Linked DNA regions of Mus musculus: regions 2, 3, 4 and 5 are each linked to region 1. The links are chromatin contacts, called in public HiChIP or PLAC-seq maps. All regions are on one chromosome and are shown on one strand. Each heading gives the region's core, a stretch centred on a gene start, on an enhancer-like site or on the middle of the called end of the contact. The rest is flanking DNA. Distances are from core to core; before and after follow the strand shown. Region 1 holds the start of Vasp (vasodilator-stimulated phosphoprotein). Region 2 holds the start of Bbc3 (BCL2 binding component 3). Region 3 holds the start of Zc3h4 (zinc finger CCCH-type containing 4). Region 4 holds the start of Fkrp (fukutin related protein). Region 5 holds the start of Gng8 (guanine nucleotide binding protein (G protein), gamma 8).

Region 1 (2,821 bases), core at 90-2,589:
CAAGAAGAGGACATCAGATCTCATTATAGATGGTTGTGAGCCACCATGAGGTTGCTGGGATTTGAACTCAGGACCTTTGGAAGAGCAGTCAGTGCTCTTAACCGCTGAGCCATCTCTCCATCCCCCCCCCCCCTTTAACTGCTGCCCTACTTCCACAGGCCACTTTTGTTCTTAAATATATAACCTCAGATGACGTTAAAGTCACCCTGTAGCCCAGGTTGGCCTCAAACTCGTGATCCTCTTGCCTCAGCCTCCTGGTTTGAGCAGGACAACTAACTGGTGTACTAGATTTTTTTAGAGCAGAATTACTGTAAGAGTTTGGCCTGAAGGTTGAGGTTCTTACAAGTGAAGGACAACAGGGAGCCAGCATAGCATCCAGGAAATGGATTGGCCAAAGGCCACGTGGATTGATTCTCGTGAGTTTGGGAGCGGGGGGACCCAAATAAGCTAAACCCATTCCCTGTCTCTGAGCCTCAGTTTCTCGATCAGTAAGTCAGGAACTGCCATTTTCTTAGAGTTACCGCCTTTCAGCCGGCCAGGTAGAGCTCTACGGGAGGGGCGTGTCTGCATGATGATGTAACTCTGGGCGGGGCCTATGGGTCCCACTGCGGAAGGCTTGGGGGAGGGGGGGCTCGACTCAGCCCGGACGTGTTGGCGGGGAAGGGGCTCTAGAGGAGGGTCTCCGGGCCTCTGAGCCTGCCGGATTGTTGGGACGATCCTACTACCCTCCGTGGGCAAAATTAAGCTGTAGCTGGGCCCGCGTGGGGAGCAGATCGGGGTCTCACCACCAACCCTTCGCTCCTAGTCTATCCCCCACCCTTACCCCCGCCCCCACCCCAACCACGACCCGGCCGCGGTGAGTCAGCGGCCCGCCGCGCCCCCTCGCTCACTTCCTCCACACCTTCCCCGGGAGGGTGGGGGGCGGCGAGGGGTGGGGCTCGGCCTGAGAAGCGAGATCTGGGGAAGAGAAGTGCGGAAGTGTTACTTAAAGGTGGAAATTGATGAGATCCCTTGCTTAACCAAGGGTACCCCCATCCCCCAAAAAATAAACTGAGAAGTCCACGGAGCGAGTTGGAGTGGAGAACCTACACCCCCAGATCTCTACTAAAGAATTTGATAGTGGAGACAGCTAGAGATCAAAGAAAGGCCCCTTGTCTCTTCCACCAAGCTTTCCCCTCCAACTCCGGAGTGAGGCTCAGGGTGCACCCCCACGCCACAAGACCGGGAAAGGAGTGCAATTGCGGAAGCCCAAGGTTCCGCGTTGCCTTTTAAACGCTCTCCATCCCCCGCCTGGAGGCGTCCACGGCCCCTTTAAGGCGCAGGGAATTGTGGGTACGGGGAGTGGAATTTTGGAACGAAATGTAGCAAAGAGAGTACAGTAGTAAGAGTAACCGCGTAGGTGCAGCCGGCCGAGGGGGTGCGCCGGCGAGGTTCGGACGCTGCACCCCGCTTTCCATCGCAGGGGATCCCAGCACATCAGAACACCGGTGGGAGGAGGCGCCTGAAGACCCGCCCCGGCCCGGTCCACGTTCTCCCCAGGAAGCTGGACTCTATGGGGCGGGACCCCGAGAGAGACTGAGCAGAACCTGGAGCCAGCCCCGCACCCCTGCACTTCCAATCAGGGGCGCCCCGGGAGCACTCCCCGTGGGCGCGCCGCCCGCCCTCCGCGCAGCCATGAGGTGAGCCCCGAACCCTCCAGCCGGGTCCCAGCCGGGAGCCGGCTCCGCGCCCCGCCTTTGTCCCCCTCCCCCCCTCCAGCGCATTTGGGGCTAGATTTAGGGGACACAGCGCTTTGGGCGTCCCAGATCTGAGCCGGTGCCTTCTGGAACGATCTCTAAATATCGACACCCCGTTTCTCCACACTACTCCCTAAAGGCTTGGGGCGGTGCCGGCTGAGGTTCTCTTGATGGCTTTCAGGTTTAGGGGCGCTCTCGGGACTCAGAATTTGAAGACTTTTGGGGGGAGCACCTCTGAGTTCTCAGATAGTCAGATCCTCGCAGGGATGATCTAGTATAAGCGGGCTCAGAGTTACCGCCCCCAAACTCAAAACCAGGTGGGAGGCTGGCTAGAGAACCCTAGCCCTAAAACTCTTGAGTCTCAGGTTGTGGTTGGAATTCGGATCCTTGCGTCTAGGGCACTGGATGAGAGTCCCAGAGTGGAATCGCGGTCCTTAACTTTAGGGGCACTTCTTGATGTTCCTAAATTTGGTGGACACCGAGGTTCTCCTGTGGAGGAGTTCTTGGGAATCTGGCCCACGGGGCCTAGAGGGTCTGGATGGGACTCTTCTCCCCTTAGGCAACCAGGTTGGGTCCTAGGGCCCTGGAGCACTCCAGGCCCAGGGCGGCTCCTGGACCCCCGGGCCAGAGGACGGTTCTGGTCCCCCCCCCCCAACCTGGTGGCCGGGGAGGGAGGGGGCGCAGCAGCTGGGGGAGGGGGGCCTTTGTCTTCCTGACTCACCTGTCGAGACAGCTGGTGTGGGGGGCGGGCCCCCGAGTGAGCACTGTGGCCAGCTGCTTTCCCCACACCACAGTCCCTCCCCCTGGGCTCAATGTCGCTGGGTGTTACCCCCTTCCCCAGGCCGTGGGATTGGAGGAGGGGGCGCTGGAAAGCGTCAAGGTCATAGCCTTCTCCCTCAGGGACCCAGGCTCACTAGCTTCTTCCAGCTCTCTTCCTAGGAATTTAATCTTGTAGGTGAGGGGGATACAAAGATTTTTTTTTTCTTTTTTCTTTCTTTTTTTTTTTTTTTGTATGTCTTCCCTGGGACTTGCCCTGAACTCCTGGGCTCACCTGAGGGCGGGGCCTGGCCTGACAGAGGCCTCCC
Region 2 (2,821 bases), core at 174-2,673, 3.0 Mb after region 1:
TGAACCCGCTAGATCCCCCCCACCCCCAAAGCCCTTCATGCTCAGCGTGCCTTGTGTGCCTTTTGCTGCTCAGAAGTCACCCAGCGAGCGATCAGGCACTGGGTGGCATCCCATCCCAAAAGCTGGGTACAGCAGATGCTTGTCTTGGAGACACCCAGAGACAGCACGCGCGCGCGCGCATACACACACACACACACACACACACACACACACACACACACACGCAGCGCACACTTGGGCGAGACCCCTGCACAGCAACACAGCTCACTCAAGCGACACACAAACACAGCTCAAGTGCCCCGGTCGTCCGCACCACCACCACCAACACTACCAGGCAAGCGACAGATACAGATCCCCTTTTCACCCCTTAAGAGCACACGTATACAACTCTGGTTTGGGGGGTGGCCACCCACACCCGTAAACGGACAGGTGCACCCCACCCCGCAGACACGCGGGCAAGGACTCACGCAGACACCCCTCCGGGTGACAAACGCCAACATCTCGGTGTAGGGATACAAACTCGGGAGCCAAACACGAGCACACACACCCAGGCGAGACACCTGCAGATCCACAGCCCCGCACGCGCGGTCCCCGCCGCCCCTCCGCTGTCACAGCCCCCCCCCTCGACGCCGCCACGTGCGCCCGCCCCGCCCGCCCAGCGCGCGCGGGGCCAATAACCGGCTGTTGCTGGGGCGCAGCCCCCGCCCGCGGGAGCCACAGCCTCCGCCGCCCCCTGTCGCCGCCCCCGGCGGGCGCGCGCTCTGGGTGTGGCCGATCCTCGGTGCCACCCCCCACCCCAACCCTCCCGCAGTGGGACTCGGGGGACTCGAGCGAGCCCGGGGCCACGCTCCTCCCAGGTCTCACTAGCCACCAGGGGGCGCGGGCGAGCCCGAACCCCATTGTTTGTAAACAAACCCGCCAGACCGCTGTGGCACCTGTGCGCCCAGACAGGGCGCCCTGAGTCCCAGGTGCTTCCTTCCCGCCCGCCTGGCCCAGCCTTAGTCCCAGTGATGAAAGCTGGGGCACAAGCTGCGGGAATGCAAGGCGACCGTCCTATCGGCCCGTGCACCCCGTCACCTCCTCCAGGGAGCCCTCCGGGCCTTGCCGCTCGTAAGCAGCTTCGGGAATCGGGGTGCTCACTCACCCCGGGGGCATGAACACTCCGGAGAAAGGAGGCGATGGGGTGGCGGGCGGTTGCCTTCTGGAGGGCTCGCCCGCCGAGTGGGTTGCTATTGAGGCACCTTGCTGCTGCTCCTGCTGCTCTAACTGCAGTGACTGCTGCTGCTTCTGGAGTCTTCGTGTCCGGATCACCGCTGCTGCTGCTTGCTTGCTGGTGTCGCCGCCGCCTCCTGGGCTCCCCGCTCGCATGTGGCTCTATGCCGCGTCTCAGGCCTCCCGGCAGATCCCCGGGCCCCGCTCGCTCGGCGGCCGCCCCGCCCCGCCTCTCGCTGGCTCCCACGCCCCGCCCCCGCGTGACGCCAGGGCCCCGCCCGCGGCTGGGGACAAGTCGGGGCTTGCAGTCGGGCGCCGCGCCCCCTACCTCGGCGCGGGGGGTTTCCCGGCAGCCAGAGGGGCGGGGCGAGGCCTGGTCCAGGCAGGAGGAGCAGCGTGGGGACAGCCCAGACCTAGGGTGTCCGGACACACGCTTGACACACTGACACACTGACTGGGACCCACACCCACACCTGAGGAGTACGCTCAGACTAACGGACTGGCACGCCAGGGTGCACTGAGTCAGTGATGACTGAGCCACAGGGACACAAAGTCAGACCAGAGGCACAGATACACATCAGGACAAGGGCCTGGACACACGAGCTCACACAGACCCAGACATCCAGATTATCTTACTTACTGGCTCACTGGGTCACACACAGACAGTGACAACCCAAAACGTAGTTGCACAAACAATATTCAAACAGTCTCCGACGCACAAACCCGTGTCCCCAGATGCCTAGGGCATTCACACTACACTAAAGGCTGACCCCTTCTCAGAACAACTTCCTGGCAGGTTCAGAGGGACACACACTCCAATCCAAATAGCACTCTCAGGCTGACACCCGCAATAGCTGAAGCACAGCCACTAGACTGCACTGGCTGACCCTACAAAACATGCCAGTCACATACAGAAGAAACTGAGCCCAGACCTGTGCTCACAAAGTCACTCCTGAGACAGGTTCCTGCTAAATGGCTTGATGGCGGGTTACACTCGTGAACTTAAACACCTGGCCCGCCTGGCGTAATACCCATCTGGCACTGGACAAATGGGGAAGAGGCAGCCCTGTGCTCCTGGCACAGACATGCCCGGGCAGCCCCCTGCACCCTATTTCATCCTGTCTGTTGTTTCTGTTTCCTTTCCCTTTTCTAAAAGTCATTTATTTCCCTTCCCTTTTGAAACAGTGACCCTTCCTCCTCCCAAGCCGTAGACATCTCTCACGGCACTTGACAGACTCTCTGTCTCACCCAAACTGTCACCAAACTTACTGAGTATATTACTTACCTATGGGTGCCCAGCACTGGGCCCGCTGTGAAAGGGTGTCACACAGCCATGTGAGATAAGACACTTGTTAAAGAAATAAACATAGTCACTTACACCTGTCTTCCCAGCACTTCCAGAGGATAAAGCAGGAATGTGGTTGCAAGGTTGGAGTCTGTCTGAGTTACATAGTGAGTTCCAGGCCCCCCCCTTTTTTTTTTTTTCTTTTTTGGTTTTTCAAGACAGGGTTTCTCTGTGTAGCCCTGGATGTCCTGGAACTCAGTTTGTAGACCAGGCTGGCCTCAAACTCAGAAATCTACCTGCCTTTGCCTCCCAAGTGCTGGGATT
Region 3 (2,821 bases), core at 125-2,624, 2.9 Mb after region 1:
GATACATTTAATTAGAACAAAACAGGAAAAAAAAAATTGTAAAAAAAGCTCACCAAACTGCTGCACCTGTGTCTTTGAATGTGGGTGGCATTTCTTTTAAAAGGCAAAGGAGGGTCTGTGAAGGAGAAAGGGAGAACAGGAGGTGGGAGTGGGGAGAAAGGGCTGAGACCCATGGTCTGAAGGGGTCCTCTGCGGTTCCCTGACGGCTGCGAGCGAGGCTTCTGTCTAGCGCATTCTCCACCCTACCCCCACCCCCGCCTGCAAGACTAGCTTTTCTGCTCCCTGAAACCCACCTATTTTCAAACCTACTCACTCCAGCTCCCAGGAATCAGCAAACTATGTACCCCTTATCTTTCGGCTCCAGCAGGGCAAAAATGGCCCCAAACCTCTCATCCTCAAAACACGCAGGGCTGGTCCCATTATCACCCGCCAGAGAAGGGCGTGGGGAACCCATTTCGCACTAGAGGACAAGAGGCGCCACAGTTCACGTCCTGCCAAAGCACACGGGGGAGATCTTTGCTCCCAAGGGGGCGATTGCACCCTGTTTTGCCCCAAAGAGGGGGCGATGCCCGGAGAAAGCGGTGGCCAACTTCCTCTACTATCCAATGCAGGAAAAGCAACCTTCATACAACCCCCCCGCAAAAAAACAAAAACCTTAAAACTAAGGACCCTCCACCACTGACTGTCACCTACCTACAAAAAGAGAGGGACCCCCCAAAAAAAAAAAAAAAACCAATAGGGTTTCCAAAGAAGGTCAGGGGATTTAATCAAAAGAGCTGGAAATGCACCCGTTACCTGCCTGCCTTCTAGGGAGAAGCTAGAAAATACCTCCCGCCAAAAAATTAAAAGTGCACCAGAGCCCCCATCCTAAGGAGTCCTCCTTAGAACGAAAGAGCGAAGGCTGATCCAAACCCCCATTTTTCTGCCTCCGTTAGACTCGGGTACCTATCCAAAATGGACAGGGTATGCGTCCCCCAGGAGAAAGGATACTGTAGGGGATTGGGAAGACCCCCAACTCCGAACCCCTTAAGAGAGGAGCTGCAAGCTGGAGATGCCCCTAAAACAAGAGAATCCGGGGGCCCCTCCCCCAAAAGCCTTCCCCGAAGCCAGGCGACAGGCCGCTGACGGCCAGCTCCCGGAGCAGGGGCGGCCGAGGAGGCTGATGGGCCTCGGCAAGCCCACCCCCTTGGCGGCCCGTGCCCCGGGCGGGCGGACGGACCGACAGACCGGCGGGCGCGGGGGGTCCGGGGGGCGCCTCCTCACCTTCCCCTCAGCATGGCGCCCAAAAAAAGACAGAGCGAGAGCGAGGGAGAGCGGGCGAACGCCGCGAGGGGGGGCAACGCATGAGGCCGGGAGAGAAAGCGAAGCGAGAAAGAGCGAGCGAGCTAGAGACACCCACCGACCCCGCCCTTCCTCCTCCTCCTCCTCCTCCTCCGCGGCCCGGCCCAACATGGCGGCCGTCCCCTTCCTCCTCCTCCTCCCCCCCTCCCACGGGGGACGCTGCCCGGCCCAGGCCGGGGGGCCTGACCTGTCGTCAGGGAGCGGGAGGCGGTGGTGGAGGAGGTGCGGGGTGGCCGCGCGGCCGTCGGGGGAACACGGAGGAGGCGAAGGCGTTGATGGCGGCGGTGGCGATGGCGGCGGTGGCGACTCTGATGGCGGCGGCGGGGGGGTCCCGGGCACGGCCTCCATCGTTCCTTTGAGGGGGAGGGGATGTTAATGCACCAAAAAGGACTGCTTGGGCGTGGCGGGAGGGGCACACTTCAGCGCTCCGGGGCCTCCTGATGGGAACTGGGCATATAGATACATAGATCGATATCGAGTATTTTTTTTTTCGGTTTCGGAGTCACCTCTGAGCCGACTTCCACGTAGGCCGCGAGGCCTAGGCCCCGGCAAGGCCGCCCGCCGCCTGCTTTCTCCGCAGCCTGGCCCTGAGGTCACTCGCTCACGGGCACGGGACCCTCATCGGGACGAGAGGTCCCCTTCCGCCACACACGCACGCACACACACACGCGGCCCCCCAAGGCCTGAGACCCGGGGGACACGGACACTGGTGGGTGGTTGGGTGTAATTAGCGCGGGCCCGCGCGCGACGGAGCAAGCGAAGGGAAAGGGGGGGAGAGGAGAGCGAGCAGGGGGGATGGTTAAAAAAAAATCGGGGAGAAGAGGGATCGGGCTATGGAGATGGGCCGACTGTCTGCCCGCCCTAGATGCCCCAGCTGCCGGGCCCCCGCCGCGGTCAGGAATTCACACAAAATGGCGGCACAGCCGGGACAAGCACGGAGGCTGAAGCCGGAGGAAGGGCGTGGAGGGAGGGGGTAGCGGAGAGGCCGGAGGAGCGTCACGTGGAGAAGGGCAGAGCCAGCCCGCCCGAAAGTCGGCGAAAAGAGCCGAAGCGGAAGGGCGAGGCGGAGGAGAGGGCACGGAAAGAGCCGAACACAGCTGAGATTAACGAGACTCTGAAAAAAGCCGGAAAGAGCCGAGGGAAGATCTAGGTCACTGCAGCAACGCGGAGCGGATCAGAGACCCACCTAAAGGACCAAGGGTGGTCGTGGGGGCGGGGCTAGGGAAGGCCGGGAGAGCCGGAAATAGCCGAAGCGCTTCGGGATGGGAGAAGCCCCCCCCTGGGGGGGGGCGAGGCGAGAGTCCGGAAAGAGCCGAAGTCAGGGAAGGGATCCCGGGAGGAGGCGGAAGTAGCCGAAATACATTGAGCGGAGCGAATAGGAATTAGCGAATAAGCTGAACGGGTGGGGCTAGAAAGGCGATTAATTAACTCAAGGGTAAATGACTTTCAGGAACTCGCCCCCAAAGCAAGCGAGAAGAGC
Region 4 (2,821 bases), core at 100-2,599, 2.5 Mb after region 1:
CATAATATGCCCTGAATAAATAGCAGCTGCTGTCGTTATTGCTGAGTGAGGTAATGACATTGGCCCTGCCTACATAATGGGGTATTGAGAAGATCTGATGAGATGTATGCTGGGAAAGAGCCTGAGTTAGAGTTGGGCACAGCACGAGGAGCACTTACATAAGGACTTCTCTCTCAGGGATGGGAGCTACATACACAAAATTCAAATGCTCTTGGCATTCATCCCATGGACAAAAACTGAATCAGTCACTTATTTGGGGCTCCATTTCAATCTGACAGGAAAGAGCACATTGGAAACAGAAAGATGGGTTGCCAGAAACCAAGCGCTGACTGTTTTTGTTAATAACATCCCAGCCTAGGAACCATTTGACTCCTGGGGGCCCATCCCTGAAGGCCTTGAAGTGCTCACCTTTCTGATTCCCCACAAGCAGTACCTAGCTCAAGGTCACAGAGCCCAGCCCAACTTCTACTCCACGAGCCATCACCTGGCACATTCTTCTCCACAAACCATCAAGTCCCTTTAGAGGCCCTTACACAATCACTTCCCTCACGGAGTCCCTCCTCGTGCTGTCTTTTCCCCCTACTCATCACCCAAAGGCACCTCCATCCCTCTTCACCGTGTGCAGCATCTCAGACGCTCCTGTCTTCCCACTGAATATACCCAACAAACGCCCTAACAGTTCAGGGGTTTCTACCTAACATCCTCAAATCTTTCATAACGGAACTCTAATTCCTTAAAGCACCCAAAATGTCGCTTCCCACTCTCAAGCTCTCCTGGGGGAGCCCAAAACATGTCCTCTACCCTCTCCGTGGTTCCACCCAAACGATCCCAATGTGTCCCTACATTGTAGCCACACGTGCCCAAAGTGTCCTTCTTGGACAGGAGGCCACACACTTCATCCTGGGACCCCTTCCTATCAAGCTTCCTCCCACCTTTCAATTGCTCCGGGCCAGCCACTCCCCCAAGGTACCCCATGCCAGCTTCCAGTCTTCCTCTCTTCACTCCCTGCACCCAGTGGATGTTAAGAGTGTGTCACCCCACTAGACATCTAGTCCATTCCACCCTGACAGCCAGCATCTGGTTAGGATCCGGAGGCGAGGCGTGGCATATTTATTCGCGCAGACCCCATCCACTTTCTCAGCACTCTGTCCCCCGGGAACCCCGAGTCGCATCGCCCAGACAGGCTCTCTGGGCTTGGGCTCGTCACTCCCACTCGCGGCTCCCGGCAGACTCGGCCCTGCTCAGATCCTCTGACCGGTCCCGGCCCGCGTCCGCCCCGAGGCCCCGAGGACCCCGCCGCCGGCCCGTCGCCGGCCCTGCCCGCCCCCTCCCGGCCGTCCCGGCGGCCATTGCTCCAAGATGGCGGCGGCGGCGGCGGCGGGTGAGGCGAGGCCGGGCCGGGCAGGACTGGGGCGGGGAGCGCGGGAGGGCAGCGGTGGCGCTCACCTGCAGCTCGGCGCGCTCGGCCTCCCAGCGGGCCTTCTCGGCTTCGAAGCGTGCCCACTCGTGTTGGATAAAGTGCAGGATCCCCGGCAGGCTGAGGGGCTCCGGGCCCGCCGTAGGGCCCGGGCTGCCTCCGCCGCCACCTCCTTTTCCTACCGGGCCGGGCCCAGGAGCAGGGCTGGAGGCCGGGGCCGCCGCCGTCGGGTTGGGAGCCGTGCCCGAGCCCAGAGGGCGGCAGGAGGAGGCGGCCGATGCGACCGCGGCGGCCGCTCGCTCCTCCATCATGGAGGCCCCGGGGCCGGCCCGCGCGCCCGCTGTACCTCGCGCGCCTGCGCGGACGCGCAGCTTCACACTTCTACACCCCCGCCTCGTGTGCGCGCGCGCGCGCGCTGGGCGGGCGAGGGGAGCGGGGACAAGCACGGGGCTGGGCGCGAGCCTCGCCCACCCACCCGGGTCGACCCCGGTGGTGCGCGCGGGCGGGGGTGCTGACAGGGAGGGGGAGGGACTGCCTCTACGTAGGCAAAGGACCCAGGGTCCCTCGCAATTGTCTCCTTTGCGGTCGAGAGACCAGACCGGACTTTTTTTTCTGCATTCTCCCCAATGTCAGAGTCCTATCCCCTCCAAATGCAAATACACCCCCATCTCTTTCACTTAGTGAAGAAAAAAAAAACAAAAAACAAAAAAGACGACCTGGGGTGGGGAGTGGGCTCTGACCAGAGGAAGTCGGTTGTCATAATAACCCTATCCAATCTGGAGGCCCCTTCCCAGTTTGCATATGTGGAGTCCCAAACCTCTACTATCATTGCACTAGGAGGAGGTTGCTAAGGTAACCCAAGTCCCTGGTGGTTCTTCTGACCCTATCCTCATCAGTTACTATAGCAACCTCCCCTCACCTAGAGCTCAGGTAGAAAAAAGGCCCAGCCCCAAAGACATTCCTCTAAGAGGAATGCCTCTGTCCCACTCCTCCCCCAGCCAACCCAGTTGCCATTACCATGGTAACCATCTCCCCTTCCCTTATGGAAAGTCCATGGATAAACCAACCAGGTGTTTTTATTTAGAAGACAAGTGCTGCTGTGGGACAGTTGCTATGGTTACAGGGCCTGGACCATTTCCAGGGAGATGAGAAACAGTTAAATCCATGCCCTGGTTACTATAACAGGGCAATCTCCCACAGTCTGATGATCCTAGCAATCAGGTCCTGTAAGATAGGGGATGTTTAGGATTAGCTCCAAAGGATGCATGAGTCTAGAGAAGAGGTTGTCATGGTAACAGTTGCTGTCACTTCTGCCCTTCTGGACACCATCATGGAAGAGGGATAGTTATAGCTTACAATTGATGACTCCTACCCACCACATCACTCCTGAGACGACTGAAGTGG
Region 5 (2,821 bases), core at 142-2,641, 2.4 Mb after region 1:
TTGGAGTCTCACACAACCACATACTGGTTCAGCCTCACTGCCAAGCGCTCCATTGCCTAGTGTGACAGAGAACCACGTGCTTTTCTTTCCAGGAGCGCCTTTGTGTGGTCACATTTACTCCTGGTCAATTTCCTGATACACAGTGGCCCACATTCTCCCTCCCCATACTGTGTCACATGTTATTACTATCATAGCGGCACAGTGTCTTTTGGTATCATACATTGTTGACATTTGATAACATGGTCTTTTACACACACACACACACACACACACACCATTGTGGGCACAGCCTTTGCTGGGCCTTGAAGTCTATACTACAAACACTTGTCACACTCACTCACTCACTGTTTCTCTCTTCTACATTCAACATTCCCTGTCTCGCAGACCCTGTAAACTCACCTCTGCCACCCAGAACAATCACACACCTTTGCACAGGCAGTCACAAACACAAGCCAACCTCTCAGCGTCACACGTGGTCACCCAGTTTCTCAGGACTCACCAGTGTGGCAGACATACTGTCTCACATCCACACAGTTGGCCACACTAGGTCCCTCTCCCGAGCCTCCCTCTTGCATTCGATCATTTGATCACTTGGGCATTCCAGCTCCCCTGACTCTCTACGCTCTGTAACACGCGTGGTCACCCTTACATGTGGTCAGACTTACGAACAGTCTCCAGGCAGGTCCTCTCTCAGGTCCAATGCCATACACAGTGGCCCACAGTCTCGCTGATAAAGTGTAACAAGTATAACATGGTCAGCCACACATCACACCTACTCTAACAGTCCCACTGAACCCCTTCTTGTCATTCCTAATCTCACCTTGTCACACAGTCACACATCATCTGCTGGCGTCCCACACCACCTCTGAGGCGTGCCCTTACACTGGCGTGGGTCGCACCACCTCTGGACGTCGCATCCAGACCACAGCATCGCTTGCTTGCCTCGCCGCCATCAAGGACTCCCTATTGGCCACACGGTGGCGCCCGCGAACCAAAGTCGCTGCAGGAGCTCAAGCAGAAGAAGAGGCGAAGACTAGGCGTCCCCGTCCGCCCAGCAGAAGATAGAAACGGGAGATCTGGGGGACCCAAGAAGGATAAGAGAGGGAGATGGCTCCCTAGGAAGGTGAAAGTAGTGAGGGATCAGAGTGAGAGGACGGAAAATGGGACAGAGAACTTCAGAGGGCGGTGAGAACTGCAAAGAGAAACAGAACTAAGTTCACAGAGAGACAGACGAAGGATAGATGATGGATGCACAGGGAGAGGCCACAGGAGACAGATACACAGACTGAGCCTTGGAGACAGACACTCAGAGACCGAGTCAAGCCTGCCAAGAGACAAGAGAGACAGAGGGAGCCTTCCCCGCTGGACCACACGGCGGAGGCCGTGCCTATAGGGAGAGAGCATGCTGTGGGTGTGATCAAGGGAGGGGCTTTGTGGGGTGTGTTGAATGGGGCGTGGCCTGGAGGGATGTGAGGGCGGGGTTTAACGTTCCTTTTCATTCTGGCTCTCTGGGATGCTGGAACCCTGGGCAGGGGTGGAGTAAGGAGAAGCGTTTCTTTTGCAGACAGCTCAACCCTATTTTCACAGCCTGCCCTGGGAAGCCAAACTGGTGGGGAAAGATACCAGCCTCTGATAGTTCCCACCTGGCAGTACCGGAGATAGACTCCAAAATCTCGTATGTGCTAAGCAACCACTGAGCTGTATCCCATGGCCCTTTTTAACTTTTTCATTTTGAGACAGTCTCCTATAGTTGCGCTAGACTGGCCTTGAACTTTCTCTGTGGCCAAGGCAGGCTTTGAACTTGCGACCTTCCTGCATTGGCCATTCCAAGGGAGCTGGGATGACAAGTCAGAGCCACCCTGATAGCTTTTTGGAGTTGGGAGTATGGAACCCTGGCTCCCTGCCCCCCCTCCCTCGTGGGTTCACAGGGCCAGGTTGGAAGGAGAACACGGCCCACATCTGGAAAGTATCAGGCGCGCCGGACGTGCCAGGGCCCGGGGCCGGGACTGCGGAAGGGGGAGGGGAGCCAAAGATTGGTGTCTGCCGGCGCCTAGGAGGGGCCTGGGCGCGCGCCGAGCCCGGCGCCTCCCGCAGCTGGTTTTCATCCCCAGATCTGGCCTCGGCCGCCACTGGGGAAGAAACCCAGCTTACTTAAAGCTGGAAAGGCAGGGTGACAGCCCCGTCTCCGGACCAAAGGCTAGAGGAAGGAGGATGGAGGACAAACAGACACGGTCTGGATAACCTCCAGCTCCCTCCTAATCTGCAGATTTACATTTTACGTATTTATTTTTTGTGTGTATGGGGAGGTGTGTGCCAGTGCCACAGCCTTGGTGTGGAACTGAGACCACCTTGGGAGCCTCGGTTTTCTCCTTCCATCATGCGGGTGCCAGGGTGGAACTCGGGCCCACAGGCTTGGTGCCAAAGGCCATCTTCCAGCTGAACCATCTCGAAGTCCTTAATCATTAAGCATCTTAAAGTAAGTCCAGAATCCAGTTTCTTCCCACAAACTCAATTCAGCTTCGCTATTTTCTTGGCTTCCTCAGCTGGCTTCTGCCTTCTGCCTCTGACCCTGTCAACATGTTCCTTGTAGAGAAGTTTTGAGGTGTTTGTCTAGAATCAAGTCCCAGGGTACCTGTAATCCAGGCACTGGGGATGATGAGCCTGGAGGACCAGAACTTCTGGAATAGCCTGGACTACACAGTAAGTTTCCATCTCAACTGGTGCTAGAAAGTGGACCAGCCTAAAAGGGGGGGTGGGGGAGGGGACTGGGGGTTGTATTTTAGCTGGTAAAGGGATTCCATTGTGCAGGAAACCACAGGTA

Evidence for each region. HiChIP or PLAC-seq counts read pairs in DNA pulled down with a chosen protein or histone mark.
Region 2: an H3K27ac HiChIP or PLAC-seq map of bone marrow-derived dendritic cells shows a contact between it and region 1, with 8 times the contacts expected there. The contact joins the promoter of Bbc3 here to the promoter of Vasp in region 1. A contact is called at or near these places in 2 of 39 promoter capture datasets (hippocampal neurons and liver) and 3 of 115 datasets of contacts at active chromatin or transcription factors (bone marrow-derived dendritic cells, embryonic stem cells and large pre-B cells).
Region 3: a contact with region 1 is called in an H3K27ac HiChIP or PLAC-seq map of thymic regulatory T cells, with 12 times the contacts expected there. The contact joins the promoter of Zc3h4 here to the promoter of Vasp in region 1. A contact is called at or near these places in 9 of 39 promoter capture datasets (3T3-L1-derived adipocytes, the HPC-7 cell line, cranial neural crest and 5 more), 4 of 115 datasets of contacts at active chromatin or transcription factors (embryonic forebrain, kidney, large pre-B cells and 1 more) and 1 of 9 other capture datasets (liver).
Region 4: a contact with region 1 is called in an H3K27ac HiChIP or PLAC-seq map of embryonic stem cells, with 6 times the contacts expected there. The contact joins the promoter of Fkrp here to the promoter of Vasp in region 1. A contact is called at or near these places in 5 of 39 promoter capture datasets (the HPC-7 cell line, cranial neural crest, embryonic stem cells and 2 more) and 6 of 115 datasets of contacts at active chromatin or transcription factors (embryonic stem cells, fetal liver, large pre-B cells and 1 more).
Region 5: an H3K27ac HiChIP or PLAC-seq map of bone marrow-derived dendritic cells shows a contact between it and region 1, with 15 times the contacts expected there. The contact joins the promoter of Gng8 here to the promoter of Vasp in region 1. A contact is called at or near these places in 2 of 39 promoter capture datasets (cranial neural crest and hippocampal neurons) and 3 of 115 datasets of contacts at active chromatin or transcription factors (acute myeloid leukemia, bone marrow-derived dendritic cells and stem cell-derived neural progenitor cells).

Annotation. Positions count from the first base shown.
Region 1 is chr7:19,270,372-19,273,192 of GRCm38.p6, reverse strand. It overlaps Vasp (vasodilator-stimulated phosphoprotein), which reads left to right and starts at 1,339. Exons shown (of 13, transcript NM_009499.3): 1 at 1,339-1,679. The coding sequence starts at 1,675.
Region 2 is chr7:16,308,185-16,311,005 of GRCm38.p6, reverse strand. It overlaps Bbc3 (BCL2 binding component 3), which reads right to left and starts at 1,423. Exons shown (of 4, transcript NM_133234.2): 1 at 1,145-1,423.
Region 3 is chr7:16,399,749-16,402,569 of GRCm38.p6, reverse strand. Zc3h4 (zinc finger CCCH-type containing 4) reads right to left here and starts at 1,374. Exons shown (of 14, transcript NM_198631.2): 1 at 1,264-1,374. The coding sequence starts at 1,277.
Region 4 is chr7:16,815,260-16,818,080 of GRCm38.p6, reverse strand. Fkrp (fukutin related protein) reads left to right here and starts at 1,349. Exons shown (of 3, transcript NM_173430.2): 1 at 1,349-1,381. Strn4 (striatin, calmodulin binding protein 4) reads right to left here and starts at 2,192. Exons shown (of 18, transcript NM_133789.3): 1 at 1,447-2,192. The coding sequence starts at 1,728.
Region 5 is chr7:16,890,356-16,893,176 of GRCm38.p6, reverse strand. It overlaps Gng8 (guanine nucleotide binding protein (G protein), gamma 8), which reads right to left and starts at 1,391. Exons shown (of 4, transcript NM_010320.3): 1 at 821-1,391; 2 at 666-727.